Regions from separate parts of the Danio rerio genome. Here all the other regions are linked to region 2. A link is a contact called in public HiCAR-type data. All regions are on one chromosome and are shown on one strand. Each heading gives the region's core, a stretch centred on a gene start, on an enhancer-like site or on the middle of the called end of the contact. The rest is flanking DNA. Distances are from core to core; before and after follow the strand shown.

Region 1 (4,571 bases), core at 1,286-3,785, 140 kb before region 2:
AGTCTTATTTGTTTTATTTCGGCTAGAATAAAAGTAGTTTTTATTTTTTCAAAAAACATTTTTGGGACAAAATGATTAGCCCCTTTAAGCTCATTTTTTTGCTCATTCTACAGAACAAACCTTCATTATACAATAACTTGCCTAATTACCCTAACCTGCCTAGTTCACCTTATTAACAATGCTAAGCCTTTAAATGTCACTTTAAGCTGTATAGAAGTGTCTTGAAAAATATCTAGTCAAATATTATTTACTGTCATCATGGAAACTATAAAATAAATCAGTTATTAGAAATGAGTTATTAAAACTATTATGTTTAGAAAATGCTGAAACAATCTTCCCTCCATTAAACAGAAATTGGGAAAAAAAATAAACAGGGGCTAATAATACAGGGGGTTAATAATTCTGACTTCAACTGTATATATGTATATATATATATATATATATATATATATATATATATATATATATATATATATATATATATATATATATATATATATAAAGAGTTTAGATTTTTTTCTTATTAAATTAGCATTTTTTTTTTTACAACTCTTGTGTGTTGGCTCAGTAATTTCACATCTTGACGGATAAGTTCTTTTCGTTGCCTTTTAAGTGAAATAACTGAACATGAACTAGGGGTTGAGAAAATTTTTCATTTTAGGAGAACATTTCAGATGGCATTTAGAAGATTTTGCTTCTGAACTCTTCGTGTGTGTGTGTGTGTGTGTGTGTACAGTTGAAGTCAGAATTATTAGCCCCTTCAAATTTTTTTTCTTCTTTTTTAAATATTTTCCAAATGATGTTTAACAGAGCAAGGACATTTTCACAGTATGTCTGATAATATTTTTTTCTGCTGGAGAAAGTCTTATTTGTTTTATTTCGTCTAGAATAAAAGCAGTATTTATTTTTTAAAAACCATTTTAGGGACAAAATTTAGCCCCTTTAAGTTATATTTTTTCTCGTTAATCTACAGAACAAACCATCGATATATACAATAACTTGCCTAATTACCCTAACCTGCCTAATTAACCTTAAGCCTTTTAATGTCCCTTTAAGCTGTATAGAAGTGTCTTGAAAAATATTTAGTAAAATAATATGTGCTGTCATCATGGCAAAGATAAAATAAATCAGTTATTAAAAATGAAATATTAAAACTATTATGATCATAAATGTGTTGAAAAAAATCTTCTCTCCGTTAAACAGAAATTGGGGGAAAAATAAACAAGCGGCCTAATAATAATAATAATCAGGGGGGATAATAATTCTGACTTCAACTGTATATATATATATATATATATATATATATATATATATATATATATATATATATATATATATATTTCCCTATTTCATAGAAGTTTATTGATTTTTAATGTTTATATAAAATAAGACAAAAATGAAACATTAATAAATCTATTTTTTCATATATATATATATATATATATATATATATATATATATATATATATATATATATATATATATATATATATAAACATTAAATCTTCCTGGAAAAGCAAAAAAGTTGGAGGGGTAATTAAAAAATCTGCATTTATGGATGAAATAATTTGCCAAAGTCACAATTATGTTAACCAAAAATTCTGATTTTTGACAAAATGATAAATATTTTACAGTTTTAAAATCAAAATTAGGTATTTACATACTTTAATTTTAAACAAACAGAAATGTCATCCCAGTGCTTTTTTGAAAATTTGCATAAATGAAACATCCAATGACTGTCTGCTTCACACAAGGTACAAACTTTACAATCCATATTAAATCTATGCCTGAGGAACTCAATACAGGGATAAATATTGTGAATAAATTTGAACTGAATTTCTTTTGCTGGAAAAGAGAGAAATCTTGTTCAAATTCGAACCACCTTCTCTTCAGGAATATCAAAAACAAGAAGTCTCTTAAGGGAAAAGCTGTGTATTTAGTTACTTTCTTAAACTCTGATTATTACAGCTTTGTCTTGTAAAATTAATACCAGAAGTAATTAGATTACCAAATCTTGTTATTAGTAGTATTTTATATATAAAATTTATCATTTGAATTTCTACAGGGTCTCTATTATTAGTAGTTTTTATGTATTAATGTTGGTAGGAGGTGGCAGGTAGTGCTGTCGCCTCACAGCAAGAAGATGCTGAGCTCAGCTGGGTCAGTAGCGTTTCTGTGTGGAGTTTGCATGGTCTCCCCCTGTTGGCGTGGGTCTCATCCGGGTGCTCCGGTTTCCACCACAGTCCAAACACTGCGCTATAGGTGAACTGGGTAACGTAAGCTAAATTTTCCGTAATCTATGACTGTGAATGAGGGTGTATGGGTTTTTCCCCAGTGTTGGGTTGCAGCTGGAAGGGCGTCCGCTGCGTAAAACAAATGCTGGATAAGTTGGCGGTTCATTCCGCTGTGGCGACCCCTGATGAATAAAGGGACTAAAAGCCGAAAAGAAAACGAATGAATGTTGGTAGGCCTAATAGTGCTCAGTCTGACCGCCAGGTGTCAGTAACGTGCAGCATCACAAATCAAATGAGCGGGAGAGACAAACCGAAGAAGAGCCTGTCCGTACGTTTTTTAAGTGTAACTACATTACAATGTAAACAGTGATAATTTAATTAGAAAGTAAATCCCGTTAGAGAAGACAAACAGTCTTAAAACGTTTGCTTAACATCATGGGGAAGGTAAGCGACCGGCAAACACCCTGTAAAGAGACTTTCTCAAACTTTGTATGTGTTTCGAGATGTTTAAGTGAACCACTTGAATGATTTATTCATCGTCAGTTCATTTCTGAGTGTTATAATGGAGACCCTGTGGAAATAGAAATATAAATTAACTAGCGACATTCTGATTCTAGAGTCTATATCTGACGTTTGTCAGTTTTAGAGAGCTTGTGGAATTGAGATTTATGGGAAAATAAACAATAAAATCAATAAATAGTAATCAAACAAGTTATTAAATGAAAAAGTCATGAACATATGTAAGGTTAAGCATGAGTTCTTATGTTCTTTAGATATCTTTATTTCTGTAAAACTCCTTTATTTTTATGACAAGTGCAGATGTCATTGTTTATACTGAGATATTATTTTAGAAACCCACTTGAACAAACCCTAAACACACTGCCTAATATATTAACAGCAATGATAATAAACATGACAAGAACAACAAAAAAAAACAATAACAGAAAATAACAGCATGTATGTATGTATGTATGTTTGTATGTATGTATATATATATATATATATATATATATATATATATATATATATATATATATATATATATAGCTTAAGGGGGCTAATAAATTTGACCTTAAAATGGTTCTTAAAAAATTAAAAACTGCTTTTATTCTAGCCGAAATAAAACAAATCAGACTTTCTCCAGAAGACAAAATATTATCAGACATACTGTGAAAATTTCCTTGCTCCGTTAAACACCATTTGGGAAATATAAAAAAAAAAAAAATCAAAGGGGGACTAATAATTTTGACTTTAACTATATACACAGACACACACACAATCGTAGGCTTGCATAGATTATGTATGAGGGTCACGACTGAATTTGTTACACACATGCACACACACAAAACCAATGCTAATATTTTATATTATAACATGTTGTTAGACATTTATAGGATAAAGTAATATTAGCATTTTACTCAAACACACACATACAGTACAAACTCGTTTTTATGTGAATTGTGGGGACATTTCATAGGTGTAATTGTCTTTTAATATATTGCAAACTGAATTTTTTATCACCCTGGCCCACACCTAACCATACCCCTTACTGAAAAATCTGCATTTTTTAACTTAAAAACCTCATTCTGTATGATATATAATATAAACCTTTAAAAAAATGGGCACATGGGCTATGTCCTCATATTTCACTTTCTCCTGTACCACCTGTGTCATGCCCATACACATTTGTGTCCTAATATGCCACAAACTCAAGTGCTCTCCTAATGTTTCTACATCTGTGTTTGCGTATATATTTCATGTTTATACGTATGTGGTTTCAGCGTAAGAAAACCCTGGACATGAGGTGTGTGTTATTCCCAGATGATGTGAAGAGTACTTTCGGAAAAGGAGGAAAAGCCAGAACGTCCACTCCTGCCTCAAAGTCATGGGAGAGATGTGGAGACAGTTTTCTGGACAGCGCCGTCATCCATGTGTGTTACACTAATACTTAATAACTAATACCGGTAACACTTTGCAATAAGAGTATGTGAATAATTATGTACTTATATGTAAATGTTACTTCGTTATGAACTAATGATAAGTTAAGGCATGCGCTTAATAATAAGAATGTGCCCCTCCAAGTAAAGTCATGACATAGATATACGTTAACAGATCATGAGTTCCTGTTAGTTACATTTAGGTTAAACCAAAGTGTTAATTAATGCATTAATATGGCGGCACGGTGGCTCAGTGGTTAGCACTGTTGACTCATAGTATGAAGGTCACTGTTTCTAATCCCGGCTGGGCCAGTTGGCATTTCTGTGTGGAGTTTGCATGTTCTCCCCATGTTGGCGTGGGTTTCCTCTGGGTGCTTCAGTTTCTGCAAGACATGCGCTA
Region 2 (4,468 bases), core at 1,948-4,447:
AGACGCTCGTTTTCCGCGCCCAGCTCGATCATCTTTTGCTGCATGTCCAAGTTGCGCTGCTTCGCCTTGTCTCTGCTTTTACGCACGGCGATGTTGTTCCTCTCGCGCCGCTGCCGGTACTCCGGACTGTGCCTGTCCACGTTCTTTTTGCCCTTCTCCTTGCCTGGCCTCCTGTGTGCCACGGGCTCGGGCTCAGGTGTGGTGGGGGGCGTCGGCTGTCCCGTGTGCATGAAGTTGACGGAGGTCTGCGCGCACGCCTCGATCTGCGACGGTAAAGACGAGGAGTGCTCGCTGTCGCTCCAGTCCGCCTCCTTCTTAATCGGTGCGCAAAACGAGCCCTTTCCGAAACCCTCCAGGTGCCTCTCCGCGCTCTTGTGCGCAAACGCGTTGGACATGTAAAAGTCAGGCTTTTCTTGCTTTACAGTATTGTTGAACAGGTCTGCGAAGAGCTCGTCGTTGCAGATCTCCAACGGGACCGTTGACATGGACTCAATGTAGGCGCTGAAGTCGATGGCGCTCTCATCGTCATAGATAGCAGGAGCATTGCTGAGCTCCATCATGTTGCCAGTGCTGCTGCTGTTGTTGTTGTTGTTCTCTCCTGGTTTTGCATCTCCTTTATTATCATAAAAGTTGGCAGGCTCCATGGCCCAGCTCATGTTGCATGGTGGCGTTACGCACTGCGAGTCCAGATTGTACATGTCAGACATGGACGCAGCAGAAGTCACCATTAAATACGCACAAAAATTCCCTTGTGAATGAATCCCTTTGGCTGTCCCAAGGAAAGTGTGTCTTTTTTTCACGCGCTGGTTTTCGCGCAGCCCGCGCGTATCTCCAAAAGTTCTGCCTCTGGAACAGGTGCTAAAAGTTTCTCTCAGCTCTATCGAGATCTCCGCCGTCCGCGCGCATTTGTACGAGCGCTCGGTTTGCGTCAGCGCTTCTCCTCCCCCTCGCAGAAGCCAGTGAATGTCCAGTGTCAGTCACATGTTCCTCCCGGGCTCCTATTTGAGGAGAGTCGGGTGTGCATGTACGCCTACCAGAACACAGAGGAGCAGATCGAGAACAGCCTGTCAGAACTGCGTGTTGTAGGACACGAGGACATGTCTGAATGCGCCTGTCTGTCGGTTTGCAAGCGTGTGTGTGCGTCTGACACTCTCTGAGATATATATATATATATATATATATATATATATATATATATATATATATATATATATATATATATATATATATATATATATAGTATCGATCAAAAGTTTGGGGTCAGTTTCTTTTATCTTAATGCGTTTTTTTTTAAGATAATGATCCTGTTCATCAAGTCAGCAGTTATTAAATTATTTTTTTCCAGTTGTTAAATATTTATTAAAATTTTAAATAGCTGCTTTTTATTGTATGTAGTTTCAATTGAAATTATTACTCCAGTCATTATTGCTTTTATTACTATTACCGTTAATAATAATATTAATAATAATAAATTATTATTATTATTATTATTATTATTATTATTATTATTAATACTATTAAAGTGATTTCTGAAGGATCATGTGACTGAAGACTGGAGTAATAAAGCTGAAAATTCATCTTTAAAATCACTGGAATAAATGATTAAAGTTAATTATAAACTACTTTTGATCAGTTATTTTATAATGCAATAACATACAATTTTACAAGTTGTACTGTATTTGTGATCAAATAAATGCAGGCTTGGTGAGCTGAAGAAGCTTATTTTTAAAACATTTTAAAATCATACTGACCCCATTTATATATATATATATATATATATATATATATATATATATATATATATATATATATATATATATATATACACAAGTTTGAATGCTTTTTTGAATTAGAAGCGTATTTGAAAATAAATAAATGTATGCACCACTATCAAAGTAAATAAATGCAAGTAAATAAATATACGTTTTAATAATAACAATAAGTTTATATTAATAATAATATAATAATAAATACGTTTTTTATCAATGCTCTTGTTGTTAACGTTAATTATTGTTTTGTCACTATTTTAATCAAGAAAATCAAGATATATGGGTGGTATTTTGTTGTTAAAATTATTTATTCATTCATTTTCTTTTCAGCTTAGTCTCTTACCCCATCTTGGGTCTCCACAGCGGAATGAACTGCCAACTTAACCAGCATATGTTTTACACAGCGGATGACCTTCCAGCTATAACCCATTACTGGGAAACATCCATACACACTCATTCAAACACATACATTATGGACAGTTTAGCTTGCGTTTGGACTGCTTGGGAAACTGGAGCATTTGGAGAAAACCCACGCCAACATGGGGAGAACATGCAAACTCCACACAGAAATGCCAAGGGACCCAGCCGAGGCTCGAACCAGCGACCTTCTTGCTGGTTTTAATAATAAAAGGATTATTATTTATTATTATTATTATTATTATTATTATTATTATTTGTGTTATAGTACATATTCTAAAACATGATTGAATGATTGCATGTCGCATGTGTTGGAAAGCATTTATAAGTGAAAGAATGTCTTTGCATTATGTTTTATTATACTGTTATCACAATATGTGAATGACCAGTGAATGAATGAATAAATAATTTAAGATTTTTTGTTTTATCATCGTCATATTAGTTTATATTGTGTGACGACACAAACAAAATAAGTCAAATAAAGCAGATAAATATGCAGTCAACACGTTGTAATATTTGTTTTTATTTCACATATAATTAATAAAATCCACTTTGATAAGCTTTTTAAAAGTAAATGTTTGGTTTTTCTGACTTTCACTTCTGTTTATAAAACGTTCAATAATGTGCTAAACAGTCATTCACTGAGATTCAGGAGTTTCATCTTGTCAACCACACGGACATCTAGTGGACACCAGAGGAACTACTACTATTTATACTCTGTTGATGTTCTTTCCCGCGAAAATGTCGGGCGAGACCAAACAGCAGATAGGGTGTCTTTATGTCACTCATCCTGTAACGTCCAGAATGCAAATAGGAATATGTAAAAATCTATTTACTTCAATATTAAGGATATTTAAATGCACAATTATAGTTTACCTAAGAAATTAAGGGCGTTTATGTGAATTTGTGCTCAAGCATATCGCATGTATCCCCCGCTTGTCTCACAGTGAGGAGCGTGTTCGTGGTTGGTCAAAATTTCCCCGCGAAATTTACGTCACAGTCAGTTTCGCGCCACCGTTCACAGAAGAAGGGAAGAAGTGCGCACGGTAAGTGTTGTGTGTTTTTATGTAAACGGATTGTTTTAACGTAAACGTCATTTCTCCTGCGTATAATGTTTCTTAAACATATGTAAGCCCAGTGCGTTATGATTTACATTAATGATATTCTAAATATAATGTTTATTGCTGTACGTTACACAGACTTGAGTTCTGTCATTGTTGTGGCTGAAGCCGCATGCTGCTCTTCACTCCTCCAGTGTAAAGGCAGACATACACAGAAGTTATTTAACGCTCTTTATACTTCTCTAATAAAACTGAATTCCTTTTTACAGATATGCTTGCATAATTGATATTACATAGGATTACACGTTGTTTAAATATTTACAAGTTTTGGTCTGTGGTCAGCCATTTTATTTGGCGACAGCTAACTTAGTTGACTTCTATTCTTGATTTTTTTTGTTGCCATGATGTGTTCAGTTTGACATTTATTGTTTTATAATACGTTATTTATTTACGAGGTTATAGTATAGCCTTAATATGATTTAGTTTTTTGAAGAAAATCATTGGTTTTTCTAACCTTACTGTTATGGCGAAAAATAATCCTGATAGTTAATAATAATTAACAAATGCAGTTATAAGTCGATCTATTAGTGTTAATAATTGTTATTATTTTAAATACAATTACAGTTGAAATCAGAATTATTAGCCCCTCTTTGATTATTTTTTTTCCCCAAATGATGTTTAACAGAGCAAGGAAATTTTCAGTTTGTCTGATAATATTTTTTCTTTTGGAGAAAGACTTATTTGTTTTATTTCACTAGAATAAAAGCAGTTTTTATTTTTTAAAAGCCTTTTTAAGGTCAAAATTATTAGCTCCTTTAATTTGTTTTGTTTCAGTAGTCTACAGAACAAACCATCATTATACAATAACCTGCCTAATTACCATAACCTGCCTAGTTAACCTAATTAACCTAGTTAAGCCTTTAAATGTCACTTTAAGCTGTATAGAAGTTTAAAAAAATTATCTAGTCAAATATTATTTAGTGTCATTACGGCAAAGATAACACAAATCAGTGATTTTAAATAAGTTATGAAAACTATTATGTTTGCAATTGCAAGCTTTTTACTAAATCTGTGAGAAATGAAAGTCATTAAATTAGAGTTATTTCTTATTTATTTATTTATATATATATATATATATATATATATATATATATATAATATATATATATATATATATATATATATATATATATAATATATATATATATATATATATATATA
Region 3 (4,624 bases), core at 1,418-3,917, 160 kb before region 2:
CCCACAGAACTGCCGCTCACTGGATATTTTCCCTTTTTCAGACCATTCTCTGTAAACTCTGGAGATGGTTGTGCGTGAAAATCACAGTAGATTAGCAGTTTCTGAAATACTTAGAGTCTTAGACCAGCCCATCTGGCAGCACAACCATGCCACTTTCAAAGTCACTTAAATCACCTTTCCTCTTCATTTAGATGCTCGGTTTAAACTGCAGCATATCTTCTTGATGTCTACATAGCTAAATGCACTGAGTTGCTGCCATGTAATTGGCAGATTATAAATTTGCATTAACAAACAGTTGGACGGGTGTACCTAATAAAGTGGCCTGTGAGTGTATTTATATCATTTAAAATACTATTTTCTATTTTAATATTTGTACAATTTTTATTCATTCCTGTTATGCAAAGGGGAATTTTATTGTATCATTATTACCCCAGTCTTTGTTGCATCATTTTCAAGAATCATTATAATATGCTGAAGATTTGTTTTTATGAATGTTTAATTCTAATCAATTGTATTTGGTCTTCCTATAAGGACGATAATAACTTTTAAACATGACGCTGAATTCATTTCATACATTAGTTGCGAGCAAAAAGTAGATTCATCAAAATGTAGCGGTAAGATAAGCAGTTTAATGGAATGTCTGCGTCAACACTTTACATATTTCTGAACTTTTAGCTCACTTTTTTTCCCTTCTACATGAGATAATAGCTAGTATGTATGGAATCTTGTGTCTAAACAAGGTAATTATGACTTTTTGTTTCACAGTTTTGACTTTTGAGTTCTAAAACAACTTTAACTTTACTTCAGAATTCAGAGATAATTTAACATACACCCTTACACCCCGCACCCTTAATTGTGAGTTTAAAGTGTTTATTTAGCTAGCGTACATTGTTTTTTTTTAGGTGAACTACTATTTTGTGCTAAGTTAATCCACCAAAATATGGTTTTGTTATTCTTCAATGTCTGAGCATCTGCTTTTGTGTTTGGTGTGGCGGTGCTTCTCTTTTGGCATCAGTTTGACGCTTCAGCCACAATATTCTTAACCTTGCCCTTCTTACCAGTAGTTTGCAATAATGGAATGATGTGCAAAAAGAAAGCTCCGCCCCCTTCCTCAATATTCCGTTTCAGTTGAACGTACTTTAACTGTTAACATACTGAAATAAAAGTCTCTCAGCAACTTCCGGTTTATGGTGACTTGAAATATAACGTTAGAATTGTGACTCTCAAGAAACGTACACATATTCAAGAAAACGTTTAGTTATTTATGCTACATCGCAATTGCCCTTCTAAATAATTATGACTCTCTTTTTCACTTAAATGTCCAGAATTGTGTTAAAAATTCAGCATTAAAAGAAAAGTCCGAACTGTGAGAAGTCACAATGACCTTATTATGTATGTAATCTAACAGGCCACTTGTAAACGCAAGTTTCTAATCAGCCAATCACATGGCAGCAACTGTGTGATGAAAAAGAGAAAATATCTAGTAAGTGGCAGTTCTGTGGGCACAAATGCTTTGTTGATGCCAGAGGTCAGAGAAGAATGGCCAGACTGGTTCCAGCTGATAGAAAGGCAACAGTAACTTACAGTAAACCACTTGTTACAACCGAGGTCTGCAGAAGAGCATCGTGCACAACACGTCCAACCTTGAGGCAGATGGGCTACAGCAGCAGAAGACCACACCGGGTGCCACTCCTGTCAGCTTAGGTCAGAAAACTGAGGTTACAATTCATAAAGGCAATATTTGACAATAGAAGATTTAACGACAATAGATTTAAGATTTAAGACAATATAAAAAAAAACATTTCTTTTGTTAAACACGAAAAAACTTCCATAGTAAGAAACTAAAACTAGGGAAGTTGATAGGTGCCAACAACCAACATACTTCAAAATATCATTTTTTGTGTTGAACAGAAGAAACTCGTAAAGGTTTAGAAGGACATGAGGGAGAATAAATGATGAGGTAATTTTCATTCTTGGGTAAACTATCCCTTTAAGAGGAAACACTTGAGGCCTTTGAGGTGTACTACGTTCATAAATATACATTTATCATATCTCAAAAACATAACAATTTAGGCCAAACTCAATGCTAATGTAACCTTTCAGACTGACTGAGAAACGTCCAGTATGCCATGAATCAAATGCTAAGCCATAAAATAAAAAAAATATATATCATATCATAATGTATAAAATAACTTAACAAAATAATCAACACACAGTGCAAACATCAAAAAGTAACTTTGTAAGGGCTTAAACAAAATCATGGTCATTAAACAAATCCTACATTATTTTCAAAGCCTTTATATAGGAGGCAAAATTGACAGAGTCAAATTGAGGAGCTGTTTTTTTTTTTTTTCATTTATAAATGAAACATTTTAGTAAAATAAGTAAAGAATTTTCAGTCAGGTAATCATTTTTGTTGTTCAGATGTACTCCAAATTGTCTCGACAAATATATACAACGAAATCCATTGTTTAATCCAGTTGCCCATGTCAAACCAATAAGGTTAAACCAAATTACAACGAAGAATCATATAAAACTTCAAATGATGTACTTAGGAGGCTGAAATGTGAAGCACCCCTCCCAAAGTCACATGACTGCAGTTCCACGACTCACCTGAGAGATCGCTGTCGAGTGGAAGACACATTCATACACACACAAACACACACACATACATTTACTCGGGATTTACACTGAGAACAAGCAGGCAGACGGCAGGGAACAGCCCCGACGTCCCTTTCCTCGTCCTTTCGAGTATTTCACAGAGCCAAATGCCCGGTCCGACCCAAGCTCTGTCCCCCAATGGAGAGAACAACAACGACATCATTCCGGACAACAACGGCACCAACATCATTCCCTACAGAAAGAACACAGTGCGGGGAGAGCGCGCCTACAGGTACACCGCTGCTATTACCATCCGCCGGCCGCTTACAAAGAAAACCAGCGCTTTATCCGAGCTTCAATCAATGCATTTAGCCTAAAACATCACAATCGGGCCGTTTTAATCCATGCATTCCCAAAGCCACTCACATTATGCCTGCGTTCTATCCAACAGAGGGGCTTTTCCTGTGGCAGCTATGGCGTTTCCCCCGATGGTGCACCCCTTAAAAATCATATTAAACGCTTTTTGGCGTATGCTTTCATTCTTTGGGCGTTTTCTCCAAATGTTTGTCGAATAATTTAGGATGGATACGTGCTGGGATGTCCGCTGACAGGCTGCTTTCCCAGGTTTTGACAGTGCATGGCCTGTATGTATGTTCACTAAGCAGTCAGCCATTGCGTACTCTAATTCATTCCATCTCATCCCCAAATATGTGTGAAGATTAACTGCGTGTCGTGCGTAATAGCGGCTGATACCCTCTGGATGTGTGAAAAATGTGATTGCATGCGTTTTGGGGGTCTTGAAACATGTTTTGGGTTGATGGCTTTTGTTGACACTGATTTTGTTGGCTGCTGCTTTCCCTCCCCCTTCATTCCAGCATCTCACTAAACTGTTTATCTTTCCTGCTAAATTTAGATGAATCTGCTATTTAAGCACAACGCTAATGTCTGCTGTGTTTAAGCTTATTAAAGTCATGAGAAATTATTAGGGAGGAAGATTTGTCATCCTGAAGGGATTTTAAGGGAGCCTTATATAAGAGATGTGGCTTTTCCTTTGAGGAACTCAGCTCATTATTGAAGTGAGGAGAGGATGTTCTGGGAATTCATAAGGAATGGGGTTGATCTTTTAATTGGCAGTGATTTAAAACGGACTTAATTTGGTTGATTTCATTAGGTTATTTTCTTATACATGTTGTGCAGTGCTGTTTATAATCCAATATTGAACCGATAGAAATGTATTGCATAAGAATATATACAAAACAATCTTACAAGTGGTGGCACACAAGATTTGGTGGATTATTAACCCTAATTTTCTTGCCACAAAGTTTCCGCTCATTAAAGTTGTGCGTAAAAAAGTGAATTGTAAGTAATATGATGTGAAAGACTGATGCGTTTACATTGTATTTGTCCATGTGTGTGTGAAAACGTAATATTCTGTAGGGAATTTAGGGATTGTATAAGGCCATTTGGTGATTTGTATCACACAACAAAAGTGGTGGCACAAAGGATTTGTTGTATTATTAACTCCAATTGTCTTGCCACAAAGTTTCCACCCAATAAAATTGTGCTTGGAAAGAATACAGAAAAATGTAATTGAAGTAACCGTACCATTATCTGCCCCAAAAATTGTAGTTCAAGTAGAGTAAAAGTATATGTTGTAAAAAGTAGGCCTTTTAAATGGGAGTTGTGAGTATTACGATGTGATGCGTTTTACATTGCATTTGTGCGTGTGTGTGTGTGTGTGAAAACGTAATATTCTGTAGGGAATTTAGTGATTAAGGTTATTTGGTAATTTTATTTTGCACAACAAAAGTGGTGGCACTTAAGATTTTTTGTATTATTGACATAATTTTCTTACCACAAAGTTTCCACTCACTAAAATTAGTGTTTTGAGCAGTGGCGAAAAGAGTACTGAACAATTTTACACAAGTAAAAGTATCATTACTTGCCCTAAAATGTAGTGTAAGTAGAGTAAAAGTATATGTTGTTAATATTACTCAAAGAATTAGTAAAAAGTAGGCCTTTT

Evidence for each region. HiCAR-type assays count read pairs that join an accessible place to other places.
Region 1: a contact with region 2 is called in a HiCAR-type map of caudal fin, with 7 times the contacts expected there. The contact joins the promoter of spidr here to the promoter of mcm4 in region 2. A contact is called at or near these places in 3 of 18 Hi-C or Micro-C datasets (caudal fin, embryo and hematopoietic stem cells) and 4 of 4 datasets of contacts at active chromatin or transcription factors (caudal fin, embryo, gastrula embryo and 1 more).
Region 3: a HiCAR-type map of caudal fin shows a contact between it and region 2, with 8 times the contacts expected there. The contact joins the promoter of mapre2 here to the promoter of mcm4 in region 2. A contact is called at or near these places in 2 of 4 datasets of contacts at active chromatin or transcription factors (caudal fin and gastrula embryo).

Annotation. Positions count from the first base shown.
Region 1 is chr24:39,411,530-39,416,100 of GRCz12tu, reverse strand. spidr (scaffold protein involved in DNA repair) reads left to right here and starts at 2,535. Exons shown (of 19, transcript XR_012399512.1): 1 at 2,535-2,678; 2 at 4,016-4,165.
Region 2 is chr24:39,276,698-39,281,165 of GRCz12tu, reverse strand. It overlaps mcm4 (minichromosome maintenance complex component 4), which reads left to right and starts at 3,197. Exons shown (of 17, transcript NM_198913.2): 1 at 3,197-3,232. LOC141380759 (a long non-coding RNA gene) reads left to right here and starts at 1,033. Exons shown (of 2, transcript XR_012399513.1): 1 at 1,033-1,133; 2 at 2,100-2,689. It overlaps cebpd (CCAAT enhancer binding protein delta), which reads right to left and starts at 871. Exons shown (of 1, transcript NM_131887.1): 1 at 1-871. The coding sequence starts at 728.
Region 3 is chr24:39,434,917-39,439,540 of GRCz12tu, reverse strand. mapre2 (microtubule-associated protein, RP/EB family, member 2) reads left to right here and starts at 2,667. Exons shown (of 8, transcript NM_001109702.1): 1 at 2,667-2,893. The coding sequence starts at 2,769.